Linked DNA regions of Mus musculus: all the other regions are linked to region 1. Evidence: chromatin contacts called from public ChIA-PET, Hi-C, HiChIP or PLAC-seq and promoter capture Hi-C data. All regions are on one chromosome and are shown on one strand. The core of a region is the stretch at or near the end of the contact, and the rest is flanking DNA. Distances in the headings are between cores, read along the strand shown.

Evidence for each region. Promoter capture Hi-C pulls out the DNA fragments that hold promoters and counts their contacts. A called contact is a pair of places that touch in the nucleus more often than the background predicts. ChIA-PET counts read pairs in DNA pulled down with a chosen protein or histone mark. HiChIP or PLAC-seq counts read pairs in DNA pulled down with a chosen protein or histone mark.
Region 2: a contact with region 1 is called in an RNA polymerase II ChIA-PET map of memory CD8 T cells, with 10 read pairs. The contact joins the promoter of Kansl2 here to the promoter of Tmbim6 in region 1. A contact is called at or near these places in 1 of 484 Hi-C or Micro-C datasets (CD4 T cells) and 1 of 115 datasets of contacts at active chromatin or transcription factors (memory CD8 T cells).
Region 3: a contact with region 1 is called in a Hi-C map of erythroblasts, with 5 times the contacts expected there. The contact joins the promoter of Atf1 here to the promoter of Tmbim6 in region 1. A contact is called at or near these places in 1 of 484 Hi-C or Micro-C datasets (erythroblasts) and 1 of 115 datasets of contacts at active chromatin or transcription factors (memory CD8 T cells).
Region 4: an H3K27ac HiChIP or PLAC-seq map of extraembryonic endoderm stem cells shows a contact between it and region 1, with 3 times the contacts expected there. The contact joins the promoter of B130046B21Rik here to the promoter of Tmbim6 in region 1. A contact is called at or near these places in 1 of 39 promoter capture datasets (pre-B cells) and 1 of 115 datasets of contacts at active chromatin or transcription factors (extraembryonic endoderm stem cells).
Region 5: a FOXA1 HiChIP or PLAC-seq map of pancreatic cancer cells shows a contact between it and region 1. The contact joins the promoter of 1700121M21Rik here to the promoter of Tmbim6 in region 1. A contact is called at or near these places in 4 of 39 promoter capture datasets (the 3T3-L1 cell line, hippocampal neurons and liver) and 3 of 115 datasets of contacts at active chromatin or transcription factors (embryonic forebrain, embryonic stem cells and pancreatic cancer cells).
Region 6: a contact with region 1 is called in a promoter capture Hi-C map of neural stem cells. The contact joins the promoter of Kmt2d here to the promoter of Tmbim6 in region 1. A contact is called at or near these places in 6 of 39 promoter capture datasets (hippocampal neurons, liver, maxillary cranial neural crest and 2 more), 2 of 484 Hi-C or Micro-C datasets (CD8 T cells and erythroblasts), 6 of 115 datasets of contacts at active chromatin or transcription factors (bone marrow-derived macrophages, embryonic stem cells, extraembryonic endoderm stem cells and 2 more) and 1 of 9 other capture datasets (liver).

The regions. Positions count from the first base shown.
Region 1 is chr15:99,390,878-99,395,089 of GRCm38.p6, reverse strand. Tmbim6 (transmembrane BAX inhibitor motif containing 6) reads right to left here and starts at 2,143. Exons shown (of 10, transcript NM_026669.4): 1 at 2,050-2,143.
Region 2 is chr15:98,532,079-98,536,290 of GRCm38.p6, reverse strand. Kansl2 (KAT8 regulatory NSL complex subunit 2) reads left to right here and starts at 2,022. Exons shown (of 10, transcript NM_133714.5): 1 at 2,022-2,389; 2 at 2,515-2,773. The coding sequence starts at 2,523.
Region 3 is chr15:100,226,125-100,230,336 of GRCm38.p6, reverse strand. Atf1 (activating transcription factor 1) reads right to left here and starts at 2,478. Exons shown (of 7, transcript NM_007497.3): 1 at 2,255-2,478.
Region 4 is chr15:98,803,893-98,808,104 of GRCm38.p6, reverse strand. B130046B21Rik (a long non-coding RNA gene) reads right to left here and starts at 1,790. Exons shown (of 3, transcript XR_003951472.1): 1 at 881-1,790. It overlaps Ddn (dendrin), which reads left to right and starts at 180. Exons shown (of 2, transcript NM_001013741.1): 1 at 180-500; 2 at 905-4,212. The coding sequence starts at 292. The coding sequence ends at 2,828.
Region 5 is chr15:99,912,890-99,917,101 of GRCm38.p6, reverse strand. 1700121M21Rik (a long non-coding RNA gene) reads right to left here and starts at 2,138. Exons shown (of 3, transcript XR_875663.3): 1 at 2,063-2,138; 2 at 492-582. It also overlaps the pseudogene Gm20564.
Region 6 is chr15:98,869,360-98,873,571 of GRCm38.p6, reverse strand. It overlaps Kmt2d (lysine (K)-specific methyltransferase 2D), which reads left to right and starts at 2,367. Exons shown (of 55, transcript NM_001033276.3): 1 at 2,367-2,558.

The DNA.
Region 1 (4,212 bases), core at 894-3,393:
AGATGGCTGAATTAACAAGACAGAAGGGGGCAGGTAACTCACAGCCTACTATTTAATTAAATGTGTAAACTGCCTGACTTGCTAGTTTAGATGTTAAATGTATACACCAAGATACAACAACATTAGCTTCACATTAAGTCCAAGAGGAAAGAGTCGCACATGAAAGGTTTTTCTCTTTCTTAAAGGGAGTGTAACAGTGGTAACAGACCCAGATCTGGAGTTTCAAATCCTGCCTTTTCTACCACATAACTGTGAGAAAATAGTTTTATTCAATCTCACTCCTCTCTTTAACTCTAACATATGATTAATACCAGTTCTACTGACAATAACAAACACGTAGATGGCTCCACTGCAGGGTGCTAACCCGACAGTAGTACTGATCTGACCAACATCACAAAGTTAAAGCGGGGGGGGGGGGGGGGGGGGGGGGGGGGGGGGCCAGAACCGAACCAGCTTCAGGTCTCCTGACCTTTCCATTTCACCCACAACAGGAAAACACACTTTCAATAAGGCAGTTCCCTAACTCCGCAGCACATATGTCGGTTCCTCCCACAATGTATTTTTTAGCATTTCTACCAAGACCACGAATTTTATCTGTAACAAGGAGGAAAAACTGGAAAGGCTAAGTATCCGAATTAATGTCTCCCCTTCCTAGTCGTTAGGAAAGCAGGGCTTCATTCAGATGGACAGAGGGAGAGCAGGACCCAGGGGCGCAACCTGATTTCCCCATGATGAATAATGGAAGTGGAAAAGTGGATCTAAGTTACAGGCTGTGTTTCTCAAGGACTCCAGACACTCTCTACTAGGGGAAAACTGAGGGGAATCTAAATGTCCACTTGTTCAAGTCAAAGCAGAAAACAAATTAGACAATAAAGAAACACCAAAGAAAATAAATGTAGCAACTACTGACTTAAGTGTGTTAGCAGAAGGCATGAAAACGTGATTGGGCAATTCAGGGACTTCCTGAATCATACCTCTCTCTTAAGATACCCATACAGCCACAAGGTAAACCACATACAAATATTAATAAGTAACTACAAAGTCTGGCATTGACCTTCAGCCTTCAAATTCCTGTCTGTGTTTCAGGCAGTCAGCTCGTCCGAAGTGTTACACATTCACAGGTAGTTTGTGTAACTGGAGAGTCTCAAGTTCAAAGTGGTTTTGTTGTTTGGCCAACACAAGCCTGGTTGGACAGGCAAAGCAACCTGGCCTGGCACCAGACAACTTGTTTTTGTTTTTGTTGTTTAAAAAAAAAGAAAAGGAAAGAAACGAAGGCAGGCAAGCCAAAGCCTACTTATCAGTCAGTCCAAGAAAAACAGTACCCATCGCCGCCCTTCCGGGGCAGACTCTGGAACTCACCCAGGGTTCAGGACGAAGCAATCAAGGCCACCTCACCTGTCCAGAGGCAACCAATCAGATCAGAGTGGGGCTGCTCCGTGGGCCTGGGGAGCCAGGCTAAGCCCGGGGCTTCTCACCTCGGCCTCTACCATTGGCTTCTAAGTAACTAAGGAATCTCGAGTGTCATAAAGAAGTGTGACATCACCTGGCCCGCCGTGACAGGGCAGCCTTATAACCAGGCCTACCTCAAGTCCCCAACCCCGACGGCTCACCCAGGCGAGGCAGAGGAACCCGAGAAGGAACAGCCGAGAGGCGATCGCAGGGTGGGGCGGGGTGACCACAACGACACAGCTTTCTCTTTCGTTTACCTCAAAGTCAGGGGTGGGGGACCCGTCCCGAATTCAAGCCCTGAACTCGGCTGAGGGTGGAAGGGACGCAAGCGAGGGTCGCTAAGAGGCCTGCCTTCGCCACAGACACAGGTCCAACTGCCCGGGAGACCCCGCAGACTCGCCCCCGCCGGCGCTGCTGCGCATGCGCGGCATTAGTTCCTCCGCGTCCCTCCCCGCCCAGCTTTCCTTCGATCTCGACGCAGAACAGGCCGGGTTGCCTAAGGAGCTGATCCGTCCGAAAACGGAAGCTACTACCCTCTCCCGCGCTTGCTCCCTCCCTATCCCTCACTCCGGGTTTGCCCGATCCTAGTTTCGCACGTACCTTCTCAGCCCACCTCTCCGGAGCTTCCCTGCTCTGCTAAAACCGGATGTGCTCTGAGTCTCCGGGGGTTGGCGCTGGAAGTCTACCCACACCCGCCCCCTAGGGAAACCCCGCCCTCAGACCTGCCCAGGCGAGTTCTCATTGGCCCCCGGCTGCACTGCTCCTGTCCGTTATCTGCACGTTCATAAACAGCAGCCGCTTTCGTCAGAGTCATTGGCTAATACCCCTGTCAATCAAGACTGTAGCCACCAACCCGCACCTTAGCAATAGGCCTCCGCCTTCTTCCCCCTACATAGGAAGGATGGACGTCGGGCTTCAGACCCATGGAGTAGGAAAAGTGAAATGGGGCGTGTCAGGCTTAGACCGTTGTCATGTGAGACCACCCACCCATGACACTAAAATGTCCCAAGATGCTGGTTTTAAGCCTCTCATGGGATGGTAATGAAGGAAAGCGAGGCAGCTCTCCCTGGGATCTCTGTTTTGTTTTTTGAGACAGGGTTTCTCTGTCCTGGCCTTCCTGGAACTCACTCTGTAGACCAGTCTCTTAAGTGCTGGGATTAAAGACATACGCCACCGACACCCGGCTTTCTCGAGACCTTTTAACATTGAATATAATGGCGCTTACGCTTCAGAGCACCTTTGAAGGGCCAGCCATTCTACAGGGACCCAGGGACCCCAGCCTGGAGGGTCTGAGGCTACCCGGTAGCTCAGGAGCCCCAAGCAAACTGGCTACAGAGACCACAACCACCTGCATGGAAGTGAGTGGTTTTTGGTAGTTACCCAAGGCCCTGCAAGTCAGGTGTAACGGCCTCAAAGACCTGGTCTTGCAATCCTAACCAGCTCTTTAGAGACCTGGCCAAGGGCGGTCAAAGAGCAGGTGGTTCCCTGGCTCGCCACGTCCCTTAGGGCGTGTTCCCTAGTTGGAGCATAACCTAGTTGGAAGGAGCTGTGAAGCTAATTTTAAAAGAGAGAAAAAAACCAAAAACCAGGAGCCTTTATTTTCTTATTTTTATTTTTTGTGGCCTATGCTTTTAAAAATCAATTTCACAACTCATTAGTACTGTCTGAAATCACAAGTATAGAATGGGTTCCAGCTGGATCCTGGGTAGTTGAGGGCTGCATGCTGAATTAGGGCCCTGAAGGACTCCAGAGTGAGGCAGCCTGAGGAGTGTGTAGAGGAAAGGTGGAAGACCATCTGAGCCTCTCAGTTCTGCTTCCAGCAAAGCCCTTAGGGCTGACCATGGTTTGGGCCAAGGTAACTTTTACCTACTACACACTCAGGAGGTAGAGGCGAGCAGATCGCTGGTCTGAGAGCAGCCTGGTCTATAGAACGAGTTCCAGAACAGCCAGAAATACCCAGAGAAAGCACGGAGAAACGGGGTTGGGGGTTGGGCAGATCAGAGACAGAGACACTAGAGACAGAGAGGAGGAGGAGGGGATCGAATGGGAGGAGGTGGAGGTGGAGGTGGAGGTGGAGATGGAGATGGGGGGGGGGGGGACCAAGTAAGCCTGCACTCTGGAGGTGGAGGCTAGAGGATCTGAAGTTTCTGGACAGTCTGAACTAAGGACATCGTTTTTGATTAGTTTTTCCCAACTGGGAACTCTTGCACAGGTTATGCTCCAACTGGGGAACTAAGGGAGGTGGGGAGTGGGGAACCACCTTATGTAAGTTAAAATTAACACGTTTTAAAAAACCTGCCAGGTATTGGCATAGGCCCTTAAACCCAGTATTTAGGAGAGGGAGGGAGGCAGGTCTCTGAGTATGAGGCCCTTTTGGTCTGTATGGTGTGAGGCTCTGTCTCAAAAAAAAAAAAAAAAAAAAAAAAAAAAAAAACCGTAAGAGAAAATGAAATAAAAGGGAAAAGAGATGGTTCAGCAGTTGAAAGCACTGATTACTCTTCCAGAAAAACTGAGTTCAATTCCCAGCATCTGCTTGATAACTCAACTATCTGTAACTGCAGTTCAGGGGATCCAACATCCCTCACACAGACATACACGCAGTGATCATCTTGGCATTTCTGCTTCCTTTAAACCACAGACATATTATAAGACTGTGTTTTATTTTAGTCCCAGGTGTGGGGTATGGGGCTGCTTTAGACTGTCCACAGCATCTGACTAGGATTTACCTCCTGCTCTGGCAGGATCATGATTTTGCCAGCTGCA
Region 2 (4,212 bases), core at 773-3,272, 860 kb after region 1:
TTAACAAAGTGAAAAAGTCACCTGTAAGCTTGAGTGTCAGTTTGCTGTGGAGAGATTCCTAACCAGACAAAATTCAAGAGAGTAGAGATCTGGGACTGACAACACACTTGCTGGAGTTGGCAGTCTAGCTCGGCTGACCAGCAGGCTTCAGGATCCACCTGTCTCCAGCTTCCCTCCACCCAGCACTAAAGAAGCTGAGGCAGAGCCAGGCCGTGGTGGCACACACCTTTGATCCCAGTACTTGGGAGGTAGAGGCAGGCAGATTTCTGGGTTCGAGGCCAGCCTGGTCTACAAAGTGAGTTCCAGGACAGCCAGGGCTATACAGAGAAACCCTGTCTCGGAAAAAAAAAAAAAAAGAAGCTGAGGCAGGAGAGTAGCTATTTGAGGCAAGATGGCTGTATAAGGAGATCATGTCTTAGGCACAGCAATAGGAACAGTAGCTGGTGAACATTTTTCTTATTTTTAAATGGGAGAGTTTACATCATGTACGCATGTACCTGAATTCTTATTGGTGTGAAGAGACACCAAACCACTGTAACTCTTTTTTTTCCCTTGTTTTTTTGAGACAAGGTTTCTCTGTGTAGCCCTGGCTACTCAGAGTCCTGGAACTCACTCTGTAGACCAGGCTGGCCTCGAACTCAGAAATCTGCCTGCCTCTGCCTCCCGAGTGCTGGGATTAAAGGCATGTGCGCCACCATGCCGGGCACAAATAAGTTTTTAAAAATGGTGCACTCCAGGTTCAGTGAGACAAGTCCAGATCCTGTCTTTGACCACAGAGACCCCCTTGCCTCTCTCCACAGTGTTCAGATTACTGGTGTGTGCTACCTACCGTAACCGTACCTGGTGGCTTTTTCATCTTTTGTTTTTGAGACACGGTTTCTCTGTGCAGCCCTGGCTGTCCTGGAACTGGCTTTGTAAACCAAGTTAGCCTCGAACTCGGAGATCTGCCTGCTTCTACTCTTCCCCCCCCCCCCCCCCCCCCCAGTGCTGGGGTTAAAGGAGTCTGCCACCACTACCAAGTGGGAGATACTCTCTTAAGAGAATAAGTTGGGAGGCAGAGGCAGGCGGATTTCTGAGTTCGAGGCCAGCCAGGGCTGCACAGAGAAACCCTGTCTCCAAAGGGGGGCGGGGGGGGGGGGAGAAGAAGAAGAGAATAAGGCAGAGAGCCATCGGATTTCTATAGGTGTGGTTGGAATCTTTAAAGAATCGTGAAAACGGAATAGCCTGTTTCTATAATACACTATTCGGCAGGGCGTTGAGAAGCATGCGCTATGCCAGAAGTCATTTTGATTTTCCATCACTTTATCTGTAAATAATGTCTACCTAAAAAATAATGTCTACCTCTTAGGGCTGCTCTACAAAAATTAATTAGTACATATATATGATTCATGAGATAGAAAGAGTTCGAGTGTTTACATGAAATGACCAAGAAAAAAAAATTAAATGAACTGGTTGGTCACCATAGAAAACTAATAAAACCTTTTCATGTGTAAACAGAAAACACGGTCAGCCACCGTCCACTTTTTTTCTTTTCTTTTTTTTAAGATTTATTCATATGAGTACACTGTCCCTGTCTTCTGACACTGCAGAAGAGGGCATCGGATCCCGTTAGAGTTGGTTGTGAGCCACCATGTGGTTGCTGGGAATTGAACTCAGGATCTCTAGAAGAGCAGTCGGTGCCATTTCTCCAGCCACCCCAATGTCTACTCTTCTGCTGTGTAGGGACGGTAAAGAAGTAGCTGCCCGAGAAGACTGGAGACTACTGCCACCAGAAGACGAACCCTTCAGATGGAAAAATATCCGAATCCGGCGACTGGCGGTGGCCCGCCTTTCCGACGGCCCACTCACCGGCCGAGTTTCTGACAGACACTTCACTTCAGCCACTCCCGTTGTGGAGTCTCTCACTGTCCCGCCCTCCACAGGCTAGTGTTAGTTCTGACCAATAGGAGCACAGCACCCTCAGCGCAGCAACCAATCAGCGTCTAGGGTCGCGTTCCGAGCAGGCGGAGCAGCCAGAGGGCAAGCTGCGCGGTGCCGCGCGGTGGGGGAGGTAAGATGGCGCCGTGCCGGGCGCTTCTCCTTTGCTGTTAGGCGCTGCTCGCCTTCTCTGTCAGCTCAGCGCGGCACGTCGTCTCCTGCAGCGTTGGAGCCTCTCTGGTTGCTAGGCTTTCGGGGAGCCAGGTTCTCCGGTGCCGGGAGCCGTGGGACAAGATGGCGCTTGTAGGACGACGGCCAAGGCGCTCGGGTCGGGGCTGTGAGCGCTGAGGCGGCCAGGGACAAAGGCGGCGAGCCGGGGCGTGGGGGCGGGGCGTGCCGCGCCGTTGCAGTGGTGCCGCGTGGGACAGGCGCCGCGCTTCCGGTCTGCTGCTGCGGAGATTCGGCCAACGTGGTAGGGGCCCGGGCGGCGGGCGGGTCGGTGACGGGAGGCTGGAGGGCGGCCGCGGGAGCACGCAACCAGGACTCGTGGCCGGGCTAAGGCCGTTTCGATCTGTCGTGTGACCGCCCTCCCCGCAGGTTTTGGCATGAACAGGATTCGGATTCACGTCTTGCCAACGAATCGGGGGAGGATCACCCCAGTGCCCAGGTCGCAGGAGCCCCTTTCCTGTTCGTTCACTCACCGCCCGTGCTCTCAGCCGCGGCTGGAGGGGCAGGAGTTCTGCATTAAGCACATTCTTGAAGACAAGAATGCACCCTTCAAACAATGTAGTTACGTCTCGACGAAGAATGGAAAAAGGTGCCCCAGTGCTGCCCCAAAGCCCGAGAAGAAAGATGGGTACGTGGAGAGGCGTGGGTTATATGGGTGCCTTCGGGCTCCGAGAGTCGTTCTTACTTTTCAATGCACGCCAAGCACAGGTTGTATCACCGAGCCTGCTTCAACGCCCAAACCTCCTACCGTTAGACTTTTATTACATTTCGAAGCATTTATTTCCCGTTGGTAGTTTGTTTTGTGTGGTTAGGGACACGTGGGGAGGTCAGAGGCCAATTTGCTGGAGTCGGTTTTAGTACCTCCTGGTACGGAAGGACAGACAGAAGGTTAAGCTAGGCTTGCAGAGTCACAGACTCCCCCACCCCCGGCTCCTCTTTTGAGACAGTCTCGCCCTTGCTTGGAACAGTTTTGGCAACCCTTTATGGTTTTTTAAAGAACTTTCATGTGTATGGGTGTTTGCCTGCATGTGTGTTGGTGTACCACGTTCATGCTTGAGGGGAGGGCGTTGGGTCTCCTGGAACTGGAGTGGGAGAATGTTGGTGCCACATGCTTGTCCCCTGCCTTCAGTTTTAAAGTGCAAAGGGGAACATGATGTGTAGAGTTGGTCGTATCTGCGGAGTTTTAGGTCGTGTGTTTGTAAAAAAGGTATTAAGGATATTCACTCTTTGGGAGGCAGGTCAAAACACTCAAATGCTCAGAGGTGATGATGCTGGCAGCAGTGGTGCAGGCCTTTAATCCTGGCACTTGGGAGTTCAGGCCAGCCTAGTAAAAGCATTGAATTCCAGAATTGCCAGGGCTAAACAGAACCCTGTCTCAACCCTCCCACCCCACCCCGCCAATAATGAGAACTGGAAGGCCATTTGAGGGAGAGATATTTAGTTAATCGCTTGCTGGAAAAATTAAGGTTTTGAGTTCTGATTATGGTCAGACTGATTTTAACCCTTAATTCTCCTGCCTCGGCTTCTGGAGTTCTGGGATTGCAGCTCTAAAGTCTTCTTCCTTAAACATCTATTATGAGGATTCACGTGCTGCCACACACACGTGGTCGGAGGGTAGCTTTCTGCTGTGTGGGGGGTGATGGAACTCAGGTGGTCTGTCTGGCCTTGGTGGTAGGCCCTTCTGTTTGCTGAGTCACTGAATTGGCACTCTAAGTTAATTCTTCATGCTGGAGCGCTGACTCACTTGCCAAGCCTTGTTAAGTAATGGGCACACTGTGTGTGTGTTTTGGAAGGGGCATCATAGTTTTTTTTTTAATCATATATGTATTTAATTTGTGCAAAAATATGGCTTTACTAGGTAATTTGTAAACAGCTAGTTCTAGATTTGAAGCGTGTGTGCCTGTAGTGGATTGATAGTAAAATGTGTTTCCAGAAATAATTTTGAAAAATAAAAGCAGCTCTGATTTTCTGTGAGATACTGCTAACTTTTTTTGTGTGTGTGTGTGTGGTATTTATTTATTTACTTACTTATGTTTTTTTGAGACAGGGTTTCTCTGTGTAGCCCAG
Region 3 (4,212 bases), core at 1,229-3,728, 830 kb before region 1:
AGGGGTACAGGATTACCCAGGAGCTAGTTACAGGCAGTTGTGAGCTGCCATGAGAATGCTGCGACTTGAACCCAGGTCTTCTTCTGAAGAGCAGCCAGTCTCCCCATTCCTAAAATTTTAAATCTGGCTGAGGTTTTTGTTTTGTTTTTTAGACAGGATTTTAAAGCCCAGGCTGCCTCTGCCTCCTGAGTGCTAAGAAAAAGGCCATAGGTATGTCCTACCATGCTTGACTGAAGTCTGCTTTTCTTTTTTTTAAAGATTTTAATTATTATTACAAATTAAGTACACTGTAGCTGTCTTCAGACACACCAGATGAGGGCATCAGATGTCATCAAGAATGGTTGTGAGCCACCATATGGCCACCAGAACCTGAACTCAGGACCTTTGGAAGAGCAGTCAGTACTCTTACCCACTGAGCATCTTGCCAGCCCTAAAGTCTGCTTTTCAAAATGACACCTTTTTAAACAAAATACACTATCTGAGTACATTTTCTATAAAAACAATTAAGTTCCAAGTAGCAGCTATCATAATATGATGCACAGTTGGGCAGAATCAGGAAGGCAATGAAATGCAGTCCAAATGCATCACCAACAAGATGCTGGAAACGGAGAAGTCCGCAGGCTATGGATGGCTGTCACACACAAGGCAAGGCACTGCCCTCCTAGGACAGGGTCTTCTATAGCCCAGATTGGCCTCAAAACCTGATACATAGCAGAGGGTGACCTTTCTTGAACTTGACTCTCCAGACATCCCCGCTTGCCTCAATTAAGCAGAACCTGCCAACACACCCAGGTCCTCTACAGAGCAGGCTACATCCCTAGCCCAAGGCAAGGTGCTTTTAATAAATCCTACAAAGAAAGCGACTTTCTACGTGAAATATCAAGAGAAGAGATTTGTTTTTGTGGTGATGAGACCTAAAGAAACTGTATTTACTTCAGATCTCACATTAGGATGCAAAAACCCAGAAGCTAGGCTGTGTCCACCACCATTCCTGGCCCAGCAATACCTCTTACTGCCATTCCTTACTGTACCAAGTCCTGTGGTTTTCTTTCCTTCCTGGGTGAGGGGTAGGAGGTTGGTTTGGTCTTTAGAGCCTCTGCCGCCTGAGCTGGGGTTAAAGGCTTGTGCCACTACGCCTGGATCAGGTCCTATTTTAATACATTTGTCTTGCCTGGCTCGTTATCTCTGAATTACTTAACAGCTATGTTTACTAGCCTGCCTGTTTCTCCCAGCTTTAAGCTCTCTAAAGGCAGTGCCTGTCTGCAGTAAAGTGTGCTCAGTGACCAGCAGACTGTCACGAGTGAACAGTAAATATCAATAAATATCAAGTACAGAGACTTCTCAGCTGGTGAGTGAGGAAAAGGCGTCTTAGCTTCCTTCCTTGAAAAAGATGTTGAAGGTCTGGAGAAATGGCTCAACAGTTAAGAGCACTGACTGCTCTTCCAGAGGTCTGAGTTCAATTCCCAGCAACCACATGGTGGCTCACAACCATCTGTAATGAGATCTGACTCCCTCTTCTGGAGTGTCTGAAGACAGCTACAGTGTACTCATATAAGAAAAACAAAAAAACAAACAAAAAATCCTAACATAAGCCGTGTTCGAAGCCAACCTGGACTATGTATGTATGTATGTATGTATGTATGTGTGTGTGTATGTATATATAAATTTATTTAAGGCCAGTTTGGTAAGCCCTGTCTCAGGCAAAACTAAAAACGCTATAATAAACCGGACCCGGCGACCGCGTCTGGAAGTCCTGCACCATGAACTCTTCGCAACAAATCCCGTCTCAAAAAGAAAAGGCGGCTACCGAGACTCTTTTAAGTTTCTATCATAACTTAGGCGGCCAGCGGCGAGACTCCCGGAAGGAGAGGAACGCCGTGCCCCGCCACAGGGCGGGTTGCCTCGGTTTTCCCAGTCATGGAGGCGGGAGCCCAAGGCCGCGGCGTCTGCAGCCTGCCGGAGGCCGCCGCTCGGCTTTTCTTCCCGCCTCCATGCGGCGCGGGCCGAGCCAAGGAGCGCGGGAGGCCCGGGGCGCCTCTCCCAACGCGCCCCGCGGAGGCGAGGGGAGCCTAACGCCCGGGCGCTCGGGACGCGCGCGACCGGAAGCGCGCGGCCGGCCCCACCCCCACCGCGCCCCTCCCCCACCGCCCGCCGAGCCGCGCGCGACCCCCGGCCGGCGCGTGGCCGCCATTGCGTCCCCGCCGGCGCCGCCTTCCCGCCCGGGCCGCCTCGCGCTCCGCCGCGCCCCACTCACCCGCGGGGCCGCCTGGCCGCTGCCCGGGGCAGGAAGCTCCACTCCCCCGTCCCAGGCGGCGCCGACTTTACTCCTCACTTGCCAGCCGCGCACCGCAGCGAGGTGGCGCGCGTCCCAGGGGTCGGCGGGGTGCGGGAGGAGAGCGTAACTCGAGAGCCAACCGTCGCGGCTACCGTTTCCCGGCCGCGAGGGGCGTCGCAGGCGGCATGATCCGCACAGGCCGGGGGCCGGGGCTGGGGGGGGGGGGGGGGGCGGCCGAGGAGTGCGCGGGAGCGTGGGGAGGGGCGTGGCCTGCGCGCCGGCGTGCTGCGTCACCGCGTGGTCACGTGAGCGCCGCCATCTTGGCGAGCTCGGGAGCGCGCGGGCCGCCACGGGGACGCTGGGGGAGCTCCGGGGATCTTGGGGCAATGGCGCGGGGTCCTGACCTCCCTCTCTCGCGGGCGGGACAGCTGACCCTCGGCTACCTGCTCTGTTTAAGTAACTGTAAAACCTTGCGCTGCCATCTTAGTGCTTCGGAAAGGACTTAGCATGTCCTTGTGGGGAGTTGACCTTCATACAGATGCCTTTATCTCAGCCTTGGCAAGGTTCTGCTAGGGCATCATAGCGGTTTGCTCGCTCGCTTGCTTGTTTTTAGCATGCCCTCTACAAAGTGCATTATCAAATGTTTTGAGAAGTTGTATTTGACACCTTCCCTCCTAATAACTGGGTGAGTGAAGACTTTGGTTTTGAGCCTTCAGAACATACGATGTGATGTAAAACTGAAGCGTTTAGAAGGGCTTATTAGACTCCAGGCACCGTGATTCAGCAAATATTGCCCAATAAAGCTAAGGCCGATGACTACCTTTAAATAGAAGTACTCGGGTTTTGACTGATTAGGCTAGTTACCCAACCTCTCTGGAGTCGCTATCAAATTTATGGAAATTGCCAGGCGTGGTCAGCTGTGCCTCTGACCCCAGCACTTTGGGTTGGCAGGCACAGTGCTATCTCTTATCTTCATAGAAAGTTCCAGGCCCGGCAAGGCTATACAAAGAAAGCCTGTCTTAAAAAACTATGGAAAGTACAACACTAAGTCAGAGTCTCAACATTATGGAAAGTGACCTACAAAGTAAGGTCGGGGGAAAGCTTGCAGATACCAGCCTGGCCTGAACAACAGGCCAGCAGCAGTCATTCCATCACCCATAGTGTTTTTAAAAGGGGTCCTTTTTTTGAGATTATATTATCATTTCTCTCTTTTCCTCCCTCCAAACCTTTATTTTTTCTTTTAAAGATATATATATGTGTGTGTGTGTGTGTGTGTGTGTGTGTGTACACACATATAAATATATATTTGGTTTTTCAAGACAGGGTTTCTCTGTATAGCCCTGGCTGTCCTGGAACTCACTTTGTAGACCAGGCTGGCCTTCAACTCAGAAATCCGCCTGCCTCTGCCTCCCAAGTGCTGGCATTAAAGGCGTGTGCCACCACGCCCGGCCTATATTTATTTTTTATGTAGCTGTCTTCAGACACACCAGAAGAGAGCATCATATCCCATTACAGAGCCATCATGTGGTTGCTGGGAATTGAACTCAGGACCTCTGGAAGAGCAGTCAGTGCTCTTAACCACTGAGCCATCTCTCCAGCTCTTTCCCCCCTCCAAACACTTCTATACATTCATCCTTTCTTTCAAGTGTTTGCTTTTTAAATATATTATTGTAAATTTTGTGTGTCTGTGTGTCTCAGATGGGGAATGGTATGCGCACAGGTTTCTTCAGAATCCAGAAATGAGCGTTGGATCCTCTGGAGTTAGAATTACAAATGGTTGCTGTCAGGTCCCAAAGAAACCCAGGACAAATGGCTAACTGTGGTGTCTGTTAGCATGCCAAAGCACAGGCTGGTAGCCAGGCTCACAATCTGCTCTTCTCTAGCACACACCAACCCCCTACCCTAAACCCAGGCTGAGGGCCTTCAGTTCTCTTCCC
Region 4 (4,212 bases), core at 541-3,040, 590 kb after region 1:
GGGGACCTGAGCAGTGAGTGGGAAGGGGCGTCCAATCCCAGGCCCCAGGGGGCGGCCGTGCACATGGGGGAGGAAGCAGCGCGGAGCCGTCCACGGCGGCGTGTCACATGCGCGCGCGCTCGCGCGCTAGCACACACTCACACACGCACAGACAGGCACACACGTGTGCCCGGGTATATATAGTTGCCAGTCCCTGGGCCTGCCGCTCTGCAGTGGGCGCCGGCTCCCTGGGTTGGGAGGGGGCTCACGGGGCGGGTGGGAGGGTGGGGGGCCGGGGTGGGGTGGGGCAGGATGCTGGATGGCCCGTTATTCTCCGAGGGGCCCGACAGCCCCCGGGAGCTCCAGGATGAGGAGTCCGGCAGCTGCCTCTGGGTGCAGAAGTCCAAGCTGTTGGTGATTGAAGTGAAGACTATTTCCTGTCATTATAGTCGTCGCGCTCCTTCTCGACAGTCCATGGACATCCAGGCCAGCTACTGGGCCCGTGGGCCCCAGAGCCGCACGTGAGTGAAGGAGGGGTGAGGGGCAGCAAGTGGTGGGGCGGGAAGTGGGGTCCAGACCTCCCCGCTGGCACCAGCAATTGCTGCTGTTCCCTTCTCTTTCCCGCGCCTCCCTCCCCCCACTCGTCGAGGACTGGGGCCTGAATCATTGAGCGCTGTTTAGGGGGACAGGAGTACTAGTGGCAGGCGGTGAGATGGGGGCAGTCGCTGTTAAAGTGTGCATGGAGAGATGGCGAGGAGTCTCATTTCGACTTTAGCCCTAACATATACGCACGTGCACTCGCTCAGACACTCACACGAACCCTCCCACATGGCTGCCCCAAGTGGTCTCCAGTGCTCCCAGCTCCCCGGACCTCGGCTCTCTGTCCCCGCAAACTGCTCACCTGGGTTCCTGCTCATTGTCCCAGGTGTAGGCTGCGCCCGGGATCCCCTGAGCCGCCACCCCGCCGACCCTGGGCCTCCAGGGTGCTGCAGGAGGCAACCAACTGGCGGGCGGGCCCCCCCGCCGAGGTCCGAGCCCGGGAACAAGAGAAAAGAAAGGCGGCGTCGCAGGAGCGGGAGGCCAAGGAGACCGAGAGAAAAAGGCGCAAGGCTGGCGGGGCCCGACGGAGTCCCCTAGGTCAGCCCCGCCCAGAGCCCCGGAACGCCCTTCGGGCAGCCCAACCTACAGGGTTTCCAGTTTTCTCCAGACCAGAGCGCTTCGGGCAGGTGGGGCGAGCGCCCCGACCATCCGTGCTCCCGCAGGGTGACCCAGGGGTTGCATGGGCGGGGCCATGGGGAGGCAGAAGGCCAGGGCCCCCTAGCTACGAGGCTCACCTGCTGTTGAGAGGCTCTGCAGGCACAGCCCCAAGGCGCCGCTGGGACCGGCCGCCACCCTATGTGGCTCCACCTTCTTATGAAGGTCCCCACAGGACCCTGGGGACTAAGCGAGGCCCGGAGCTCTCCCGGGCGCCCACCTCATCAGCCCCAGTTCCAGCCACCACCAGGACAGAGGGAGGGCGCACGAAGAAGAGGCTGGATCCTCGAATCTACCGGGATGTTCTAGGAGCTTGGGGTCTCAGACAGGGACGGGGACTCTTAGGAGGTGCTCCAGGCTGTACAGCAGCCAGAGCTAGGCCAGAGTCTTGCAAAGGGGCTATAGAGAAAAGCTCAGGCCTAGTTGCTGCTGGCCTGAACAGTGCTGGCGATAGTCATTCCCAAGGCAAAACGACTGGCGGTCCAGGCACGGACGCAGCTCTCTCTAGGTCCGCGATCAGCAGCCCACCTCGTCCTGTTCCCAGGTCCAGGCAGCACCTCAGGGGGTCAAGGAAAGGGAAAGAAGGAAGTGAGCAGATATGGCTTCCCACGTGTTGGCTTGCCTCCCCTAAAAAGCCTCCAGTTAGGCACAGCCAGACGCTCCCTAGACCCTGGGCTCCTGGAGGCACCGGGTGGAAAGAGTCCCTGGGTCAAAGAGAGGGGGCAGAACATGAGACCCTGGAAGTTTGGAAGGTGACCCGCCGTGCCCACACCCTGCCCCGCATTTCCCGAGGTCCCGCTGGTAGAGAAGGCATCTTTGTCATTGACGCCACATGCGTGGTGATAAAGTCCCAGTACGTTCCGACCCCTCGAACCCAGCAGGGTCAGCTCGTGCCCTCTGGGGAGTCGTGCAGTGTGAGCGACAGCCTTAGTCAACCCAAGCCCTGTCACGAGGAGGAGGGCGAGGGGGCCGCTGCCAACCCTTCAGTTTGCCAAAAGCGACTGTTGAGCAGTCGAGTCTTAAACCAACCGAGCGAGGGTCGCGAGTGCGAGGCCGAGGTCGGACAGCAGGGGGATTCTTCATTGGAGGAGCGCTCCTCCAGCGGTTTGGGGTTCCCTGTCGGAGAAGTGAACCCGCGAGACGCCCCCACGCAGCCAGGTAGCCAAGAGCACCCGACCTTAGGCCCAGCGGCTCCGGTATGCGCCGGCAGCTTGAAGGGCTCAGAAGCGGCTGGTGTCCCGCGGCGCGCGGGCGGGGGCTGGGCGCGGACTCCAGGGCCCTACGCCGGGGCGTTGCGAGAAGCCGTGTCCCGCATCCGCCGCCACACCGCCCCAGATTCGGACTCAGACGAAGCGGAGGATCTCAGCGTCCATAGCGGCTCCTCTGATGGAAGCGACACAGACGCCCCAGGCGCCTCCTGGCGGAATGAGAGGACCCTGCCTGCGCTTGGGAACACCCGGCCCAGGGAAGGCGGGAAGACAGCAGGGCTGAGCGACAGTATCCGGGAGATTGTGGATGTCATCAGTCAAACCGAGGAAGGCTTCATCCGAGAGGACACCAGGAAAACGCCACAGGGAAATAGAGAGAGGGAGTGAGCGATGCCCCTCTTTGTTCTCGTGTCGCTCAGCCCATCCACCCTGGGCTCACCTGCTCCTTCTCTCTCTCCAGGCTTCGTTTGCTTCCTTTTCTTCTTTCCCACCTATACCTGTTCCCACACTTGAAACAGAGGAGAGAGGAGGAACCAGGGAAGGTAGCGTCTGCCAACTCAAGGGTTAGTTTCAGGGAAAGTGTGGGTGGGCCATCCACACCTGCTACATTCGGTGTGGAACTGTTCCGACAGAGAAAGAGAAGGGGCAGGGATGGTGCCTGCGATGGGCAGGGCAGGGTCCCTGACAGGAGAGAAAAAGTAATGGAGAGGCCTTGAACCTAGTGACTGAGTGGAGGAGACAGAGGAACTTTGGGCAGAGAAGAAATGAATGCATACACACAACCAGCAACCTGGCGAGAGGGCTCTCTTTGATGTTACAACTCAAGTTTCAATTCCAACTCTGCCACTGACCTAGCTGGTGGACCTCAGAGTAACTATTTTTGCGCCCGGGCATCCCGGACTTCTGTAAATGTAAAATGAGCGCTTTCTGCCTCCCATTCTTTTGTCCCTAGGATTTTGTGAATAAGCGAGTAGAGAGAATCTGAGGGTTCTTACCCACTTCGGTCATCCTCAGTTCGGAAGACTGTCAAGGTCTTCAGATTTAAACGGACAAAGGGCTTCTATTCCAATTTTCCCAGTTTAGGTGAGTGCTCCCACAGCCGAGCAGGATCATGGCCCTCTCACTGCCTCTAGCCTGCTGTGGCCCAAGCTGGAGAGGGAAGGTAGCCAATGAATCAGCTTGGGACACTTTTAGGCCTTCCCCTTCTCCTCCATCTCCGTGTCCTTAGTGACGCTCTGAAGTGTTACCGGGATTTTCCACGCAGACGGTATCGCCCACCGGATAGGACCTTGACAATTTCTGTGTCTCTCCAAGGAAAACAGCCAGGCAAGGAGGAAGGTGGATTTTTCAGCAGACGGTGCGGGGTGTGATACTCGCTGTAGCCACTACGGGGCGCGCGCAGGTCGCGGATTCCCCCGGTTGCTGGTGCTCGAGTGCCCCTACACCAGCACTGCCAGTTATCTGGATCCCTAGTTACCGGCGCCGGTTTCCTGCCTTGACACCTCCAAACCGCGCGCGGGGCCGGGAGCAGGCCTCCGGCCTCCCAGACTTCTGGGGCGCGCCGAGCCCTTCTTTGTATTAATCCACGCCAACCGGTTTGAGACTGACATTTAAGCCTTTCTTCTTCTTCTTCTTCTTTTTTCTTTTTCTTTTCTTTCTTTCCAACCCTGGGCACTTCCTCTGTGTCTGCCATTTATTAGCCATGTGACCTTGGCCAAATCACTTCACCTCCCTGAGCCTCAGTTTCCTCATCTGTCAAATGGGGGTTTAT
Region 5 (4,212 bases), core at 889-3,388, 520 kb before region 1:
TGGGGAGGTGGTTCAATGGATAAGAGTGTTTGCTGTGAAAGCAAGAGGAACTGAGTTCAAATCCCCAGCACGCTCACGAATGGCAGGCACGGCTGTGAATGACTATAACCCCAGAACTGGGGAGTGGGATGGAGGAAGGAGAGGGGTCACAGGAACTCACTGCCCAGCCAGTGAGTTTCAAGATCACTGAGAGACGTTGACTCAAAAATAAGATAAAGAGTGACCTCTCTCTGGTCTTCACATAGGAGCACACAGGTGTGTCTCTATAACACACTCACCCCCCCCCCACACACACACACACACACACAGACGGTTCAGCAGAACCAAGGTGGCAAAGAGTAAAGCCAGGCTTCATACATGGGACTACATCTGAGGAGAATTCTGAGCTGAACCCCTTTCTATTTACTACATTTGCAAAACAAATACATGGTTAGGAACGGAGTCAAGGGTAAGTCTCTCACTGAAAGGCAATGAGGTTCTTCAAAGCTGACCTCTAGCTCATCAGGAGTGAGATCCGGGCTTCTGTGCCATCTGTTTCCCATCAAGAGAGCCGATCCACGAGAGAAAATGATCACAGGTTAACTAACAACAACAACAACAAAAGTCAACCAAATGTCAATAAGATAAAACACAACTATATAAACATCCCAAGGAAATAAAGGGAGATAATGGAAATGAATCTGAAGGAAAAACCAAGGGAGAGTGGGTGGTGATGCATCCCATAATCCCTGCCTTGGGAGAGAGGGTGGTGGTGCATCCCATAATCCCTGCCTTGGGAGATAGAAGCAGGAGGGTCCGGAGCTCAAGGCAGGCCTCTTCAGAAAGCTCCTGGTCTCAAAACAACAAAAGAGAATAAACAACACCTGAAGAAAACAAAAATCTGTAAGAAGGGCTGGAGTTACAACTCAGCGGAAGGACGTTTGTTTAGCATAACACTGCACACAAGAAAACAACATATTACCTATATGATATGTTTAAAAGAATAGACCAAGGTGGTGCACACCTTTAATCCCAGCACTTGGGAGGCAGAGGCAGGCAGATTTCTGAGTTCAAGGCCAGCCTGGTCTACAGAGTGAGTTCCAGGACAGCCAGGGCTACACAGAGAAACCCTATCTTGAAAAAAACAAAACAAAAGAATAGATCAAGTTAAAATGAATAGAGGGCTTCTTTTCCAGCCTCTGCCTCAGACCTTACAGCCGTGATGTTGATGCCTGAGAAGAACAGGATTGCCATCTATGAACTCCTTAAGGAAGGCGTGATGGTTGCCGAGAAAGATGTCCACGTGCCCAAACACCCTGAGCTGGCAGACAAGAACATGCATAACCTTCATATAATGAAAGCCATGCAGTCTCAAGTCTCGAGGTTACATGAAGGAGCAGTTTGCCTGGAGACACTTCTTCTGGGACCTTACGAATGAGAGCATCTAGTACCTCTGAGATTACCTACACCTACGTCTGGAAATCATGCCTGCCATCCCATCCTGAGACTGGCAGGCCTCAGCCCAAGGGTCCACAGGGTGAGTGACCTGCAAGATTCCCAAGAGGGGAGGCAGACAGAGATATCTGCAGAAGGAGTGCTGTGCTCCTGTAGCCGACAAGAAAGCTGAGGCTGGGGCTGGCTCAGCAACTGAGTTCCAGTTTAGAGGCTGCTTTGGTGGTGAACATGGCCAGTCACCTCACTGAAGTTAGAGATTGTGTTGTATCGAATAAACCTGGTGGGGGTGGGGGTGGGGGAACGAACCCGAAGGGAGGAAGTAAAATGCAAACCAAAATGGAGACAAAGGTCAAATCAGAACTGACTTTGAGGCCAAAGTTGTTGGGTGGTGAAAGAGAGGTGGTAGATCAAAAACATATTGATACTTACAGTACGCATTATAAAACAAAGTGTCTTGTATACAACAACACACATTATAAAACGCTTTGCCTGTGTCTGCATGAGGTGTGTGCAGGTGGGAGCAGGTGCCCACAGAGGCGGGAGGAGCTGGATCCCCAGAAGCTGGAGGTACAGGAGGATGTGAGCTGCCGGGGTGCTCTAGAAGAGACACACTGACCCACTGACTCACCGCACAGCTGCCCCGAGCCCGTGCACAGCTGGGGCGGTTTCCTTGCTCGAAGTTCTCTCCAGGCTCCTACCCTGCACAAACAAAATAACCTTTCCACAATGTTTCAAATGTTTTTTATTCTTCCTTTGAGTTGCAAGGTCGGTAATTATAACCCCTCCCTTCCTTGCACTCTCAGCTCCTGCACTTCTCCAGGTCTACTTTGGACCACAGCCCAGCTTAAGTACAGTCTTCTCTGTCCCCCTCCAGGCCTGAGAGTTGAACACTCTGACCCCCTCCAGGCCTGCACCCTGAGAGCTGAGCACAGCCTCGGGGAAACACCGGAACTTGGCTGTTGGTCTCAGTTTAAATAATCTAATGCCCAGAGGCCCCAGAAAACTACCTGGCAGACACACTCTTATTTCTCTCATACATTCACTTTGGCTTTAAGTTTTACTATTTTATATTTTTTTCAAAACACCTTTATGTTCTCACCTGTTCCCCAGCATCTCTAAGACCGTCGCCATCTTCTCCTGATTAACTGGCTCCTTATTGCACTAAAGACAAACTTTTCTTTTGCTTATTTAATGTGTGTGTGTGTGTGTGTGTGTGTGATATGTAGGTGTTCATGTGGTTATGTGCACAAGTGTGTTCATGTGTGTGTATGTAGAGGGCAGGGTTGATATGGGGTTGTACTGGCTAGTTTTGTGTCAACTTGACACAGCTGGAGTTATCACAGAGAAAGGAGCTTCAGTTGAGGAAATGCCTCCATGAGATCCAACTGTAAGGCATTTTCTCAATTAGTGATCAAGGGGGAAAGGCCCCTTGTGGTGGGACCATCTCTGGGCTGGCAGTCTTGGGTTCTATAAGAGAGCAGGCTGAGCAAGCCAGTAAAGAACATCCCTCCATGGCCTCTACATCAGTTCCTGCACCCTGACCTGCTTGAGTTCCAGTCCTGACTTCTTCAGTGATGAACAGCAATGTGGAAATGTAAGCCGAATAAACCCTTTCCTCCATAACTTGTTTCTTGGTCATGATGTCTGTGCAGGAACAGAAACCCTAAGACAGGGGTGTTTTCCTTAGTCCCGCTCCATGTTACTTTTTGAGACAGGCTCTCTCACTAAAGCTGGAGACCACTGATCCAGTGAGACTGGTTGACCAGTGAGCTCCAGGGAATCTTGTGTGTCTGCCTCCCAGGTGCTGTGATTCCAGACTGGTGTGGCACACCCAGCTTTCACATGGGTCCCGGGGAGATGAATGAGGTTCTTCCATGGTAAGAACTTTCCCTACAAAGCCAACTCCCCAGACCACTAATTTATTTAAAGATTTGAATATGTGCAGGCATTTCTGTCTGCACGCAGGTATGTCATGTGACTGAGGTATTGGAGGGAGCCAAGCTTTGGATCCTTTTGGGCCTGGAGTTAGAGGTGTTTGTGAGCCACCAGATGTGGGTGCTGGGAACTGAACGCAGGTCCTCTGGAGAGCAGCAAATGTTCTTAACTGCTGGACCATCTCTCCAGCTCCCACACAACCTTATTGATTTAAAGATCCAGGCTCATGTAGTCCAGGCTGGCCTCAAGCTTTCCGTGTAGCTTAGGTTGGCCTTTAACTCCTGATTTGACTGTTCTACCTCCTAAGTGCTGGGATCATAGGCATAGACCACCATGCTGACATTCACCTGACACTCTCATCTGGCCTTTGCAGTCACACACACACACACACACACTCTTGGGAGTCAGTTGCTTATGGGGAGTAGCCATGTGGCTTCTTCATTAAGTCCTTAATTTAGAAAAGGGAGAGTTTTAGATTTCTTTTGGATCTCGCCAAAGCCTGGACCTGCTTTGCAGGAGACTCTGGGCTTCCTCTCGCTGTGTCTGCCCCCTCCTCAGAGGGGCTGCTTACAAATCACATGGCTTTCTCCCTTCCTCTTCTCCATCTTCTTCCCAAGATTTGGGTTCTGCTTTTAAATACTAATAAAATTGCCCTCCAGCTTTAAGGAATCAGGTGATCAATCTTGGCCTGGAAAAGTTGGCTCAGGGGTTAAGAGCACTTGCTGTTCTATCTATCTATCTATCTATCTATCTATCTATCTATCTATCTACCTACCTACCTACTTACCTACCTACCTACCTACCTACCTATATGCAGGCAAACATTCATATGCATAAAATAAA
Region 6 (4,212 bases), core at 1,118-3,617, 520 kb after region 1:
AATTACACATGGTTAGGTCTAACATGGTTATAATTAAGTTACTGAGTTGCACCACTTACTTACCTTTCAAAGTATTCAATAGCTACATGTATCCAAGTGGCTATGTTCCTGTGGATACAGCCTGTTTCCACAGAATGAACCATGCTGTAGCCAGGGAAGTAGCCTCAGACCTAATTTGCCAGCTTCTCTCCATTCTTTTCTCTTAAATCTTTAAAAAAAAAAAAATTACATTCATTTTATCGTGTGTGCTTGTGTGTGGGAGCATCCTGGATCTTTGAAGGTCAGGGAACAACTTAGTTTCAGTTCTCTCTCTCCACTATGTGGGCCAGAGGGATGGAAGTCAGGCCTTAAGGCTTTGCAGTGAGTGCCTTTTACTCTCGGGGGGGGGGGGGGGCATCTTATAGGCCCTTAAAGCTTTTCTTTTCTTTTTTAATCTATGGGAAAATGTCCCCTTTGGTTTGCACTATGGGTTAACTTCTCAGAGTGACTCCTTGGGCGATTTTTTTCTTGTGTAGCCTCAGCCTTTTCACTTGTAATATGGAGATAATTCCACAATGTTGGTGAGGAAAGGGGGGGGGGAATATAAAGTATCGAGTACATAGTTAATTTGTCTCAACCTGCTTACTCCATGTATACAGTCTGTGCAGAAAGGTAATTCTAGTCTTCCCTCCTTCCATACTTGGGAGTGCGGGAGCTTGCCAAGGGTCTTATTCAGATTAACAATATTCCAACCAAGTAGCAGAGTATTTAGCTTAGTTTAAGGAAGAAGAAGAAGAAATAAAAGACAGGTTTAGAAGATTTTCGGGAAAATTAAATATGGGGTGGGGACACTCTACATTGATGTTTTGGTCGGGAAGTGGTTGTTTGGGGATCGCGAGGACACCGACAATACTTCTACTCCAAAGGGTCTTGGAGTTAGAAGACCTGAGAGTCGTCCAGCTTTCTTCCGGCCCCCAAACGTGGCAAGAACCCACCCTTTGCAGCGCCAGGCACGGTGCCTCACTTTCTCCATTTGCGGACTCCAGTTCCCAGGATGCAGAGCTGCGGCCAATCTCCAGGCTCTCTTTTCACCCCCCACCCCCCCTTGGCAAAGATTGTCCCCCAGCCAAAGAAAGGAGTTCCAAGGGTCAGTGACTTTAGGGAACAGAATTAAAAAGTGGCCAGAATCCTAGCTTTACCACCCAGAAGGTAAAGGAGGCAGCTCCTGGGCCGTGGCGAAGAAGAGGGGGGCTTTATTCCCACGTGTCTGCCCGGCGGCCAGCCTGGCGCAGTCGGGGTTAATCTGCAGCGGAGGGATCCCGGAGCGTGTGCGTAGAACTGCAGAGTCACAGCCTTTCCTCCAAGAGGGCTGTACCCCTCCGCCGCCCCGCTCCAACACAAAATAGGGCCTCCTCTTCTCCTTTCTCCCCTTCTCGAGTGGGGTTCCCCAGGCAAAAGGGCCCCCTGGATCTCGCGCCGGACGCTCCACGAGTCTCTACGATCGCTGCCCAGCTCCAAGGCGAGGAAAGAGCCTCTTCGCAGGAACCACCCTACCGGCCGAGCAGGAGGCGGAGGGGGGAGGCGGAGCGGCGCCGCGCTGCACTACTTTCCTCTCCGGTTGCAAATGGCTGCCTCGTTCCCCACTTTCCGCTCAGTTTCCTGACCCCCCGGCGCCGGGAGCCGGGGTTGGACCATGCACCTCTAGACCCCCCGCGATCAGTGCCTGCCGGGGGTCTAGGGGGTGCCGCTGACCACAGGCGGCCAGGCCGGGGGCGGGGCAGCTCCCGAGGCCAGAGGGGAAGGGAGGCGAGCGCTGGGCCTGGAGCGGCCGGAGGGGAGCGGGCAGAGGGCTCGCACCGCCCGCCCCTTCCTCTTCCTCGCCCACCAACCCTCCTCCCTTCCCCGGGGGGAGCAGAAGGTGGGGGGCTCGAAGCCGCCGAGGGGGGACGCTCGGGGTCGCGGAGCCCGGCGCTGGGTGTGTGTCAGGTTCGGCCCCGCCGGCTCCGCGTCGCCGTAGCTCGCGCGGCCCCGGGGCGCCGGCCCGGCGGGGAGAGGGGCTCGGCGCGGCTGCGAGGGGCTCACGTTCCATCCGGGCCCGGCGCGCGGCGCGGCGCGGCGCGGCATTCCTTCCGGGCTGCTGGGGAGGCGCCTCGACGTTCCATCTGGAGAGCCTCGACGTTCCGCCCGAGCCCGGCGCGGGCGGCCGGGGCGCTGGCCGGGCCCTAGGACTGAGAGGCCGCCCCGCGACGCGGATGCGGAGCCTGCTCGCCCAAGATCAAAGCCACCGGTGCTCTCTTTGTGTCCGCTCGGGATTCGCCGCCCTGGGGCTGTTCATGGAAACCTAAACTGCTGGAACCTGAGGCAGAGAACCCCTGTTGGATTTTTGCTTTTTTTTTTTTTTTTTTTTTTAAACCCCCGGGGGAAGGGTGACCACTCCGACCTGGATTTACCGTTCTTGGTCTCCCTAAGCCCCCCCGAGTGGGGGGCGGCTGTGCTCGCTCTGGCGGTTGGAGGTCGGGGAGCGGCCCGGGCTCTGGCCATGTTCTCGGATGAGGATTTCTGGATCGCCCTGTGAAGAGGTGAGTGAAGTCCGCCCGGCCTGGGCCCAGAAAGGGTTGGACTAGGGGCACAGCCAGATGGACTATCTTGGCCGGTGGCTGGCCTTTAGGTTGGAGAAAGGGGTGCCAGAGCTGGGGAGGGTTCCTTTGGCAGGGTCTGTCAAGGGAATCTGAGCCAGTTGCCACGGCAGAACCGAGGCCTGGTTTCTTGGGGTGTGCCTCTTTAAAGATTGGGGGTTCAGGGAACTACAGGAGTTTGGGAACATGTCCAGATAGCCTCTCTGCCTGTTTATTTTTGTGTTGAGGGAGTTCGACCAAACTAGGACCCAGGCCCTGATGCCAACACCAATCCCAGGCTGTTGTCCCCCACCCCCACCCCCAGGGTTCCTTGGGACAGAGCAACTTGGTGGGGGGATGCCACTGCCAGGTCCCACATACTGCCAGATTGGACTTTAATGTTGTTCCTACCTACCTGGGCACCCAAAACAATCCGTGGGAAACTCAAGGAGCCCTGAGTCCTTCACCCGGGAGGTGGGGGGGGGGGGGGAGGGTGGGTGGAAACTGGTGCGATGAAGAGGGGAGCTGGGGCATGAAGGAGGTGGGGCTGGGGCAGCTCTGCCCCTGCTGTTCAACTTAACTACTCTGCCTGGCAAAGTGACCCCAGCAAGGCCTAGTGGTGTCTTAGCCTGCTTCGTTTCCCCTCCTCTTGGGATGGACATAATCTCCGGGGGATTATAGAGGAGGCCGTTGAGATCTGTTCTCTACGAATGTGGGCTGCAAAAAAATGGCTTTTGTCTCTTGCTTTCTCTGGGCCTAGTGTAGAGTTAGCTGCCCATGAGTCCCTGGCCAATCCTGAAAGCCCCCGCCAGATCTCTACAATGCTTTTCTGGCTACGGAATGGTAAATAGTTCTCAGGTGCTGCCCCGGCTCTGCAGAGTAGGCTAGCTTGTGCCTCTTTGATGGAGAAATGACTTTATTTGTGCTCTTTTCTGCTGGAAGCCAGTGTTTCCAGCCCTGGTAGGAGGTGCTGGGGAGAAGGGGTGTGTATCTACAGCAGGAAGGGTGCAGCATGAGCCTCCCGCCTCAGCCTCTGGGCCCCGGGCTGGGGACAGCCTCTCTCACACCTGTCATGTTGCCCAGCAGGGATTTGGCTAGTGCATTTTGCGCCCTCATTCCACCCCCTCCAAAATACATTTGCTAGGTCTCCTTGAGTATTGTCTCAGAAAGGGGAAAGCAGGGGGTTTGCCCTTGAAAGCTTTCTGAGAGTTGGCATAGGGGTGCGGGGTAAAGTGAGCTGTCATCTATGGTCTCTGCCTCTCTTGTCTGCTCTTAGATAGCATCCTTAGGTGAGACTGTACCTTGTTAGCTCTGGCTGATCCCCTAGGCTACCCAGGGACAATGTGTTACCATTTGGATCCTTCCTAGAGGGCTGACTGAAAATGGGGGAGGAGAGAGGTGTGGTTTGATTCTCTAGCTGGGAACCAGGAAGTCCTGAGTCCCACTGAAGAGCTGTTCACTCAAGGGCTCCAGCCTTTCACCCCTCCAAGCCTCCATTTCCTCCCTTGCAGAGAAAATGGAGTGAAGCCTGTTGGTCTAGGGTGAACACAGGAAGGAGAGTGGTGGGGTAAATCTCTGCCACCTCTCTGGGCTGTTTTGGGTGTTTTTAGATGTAAGA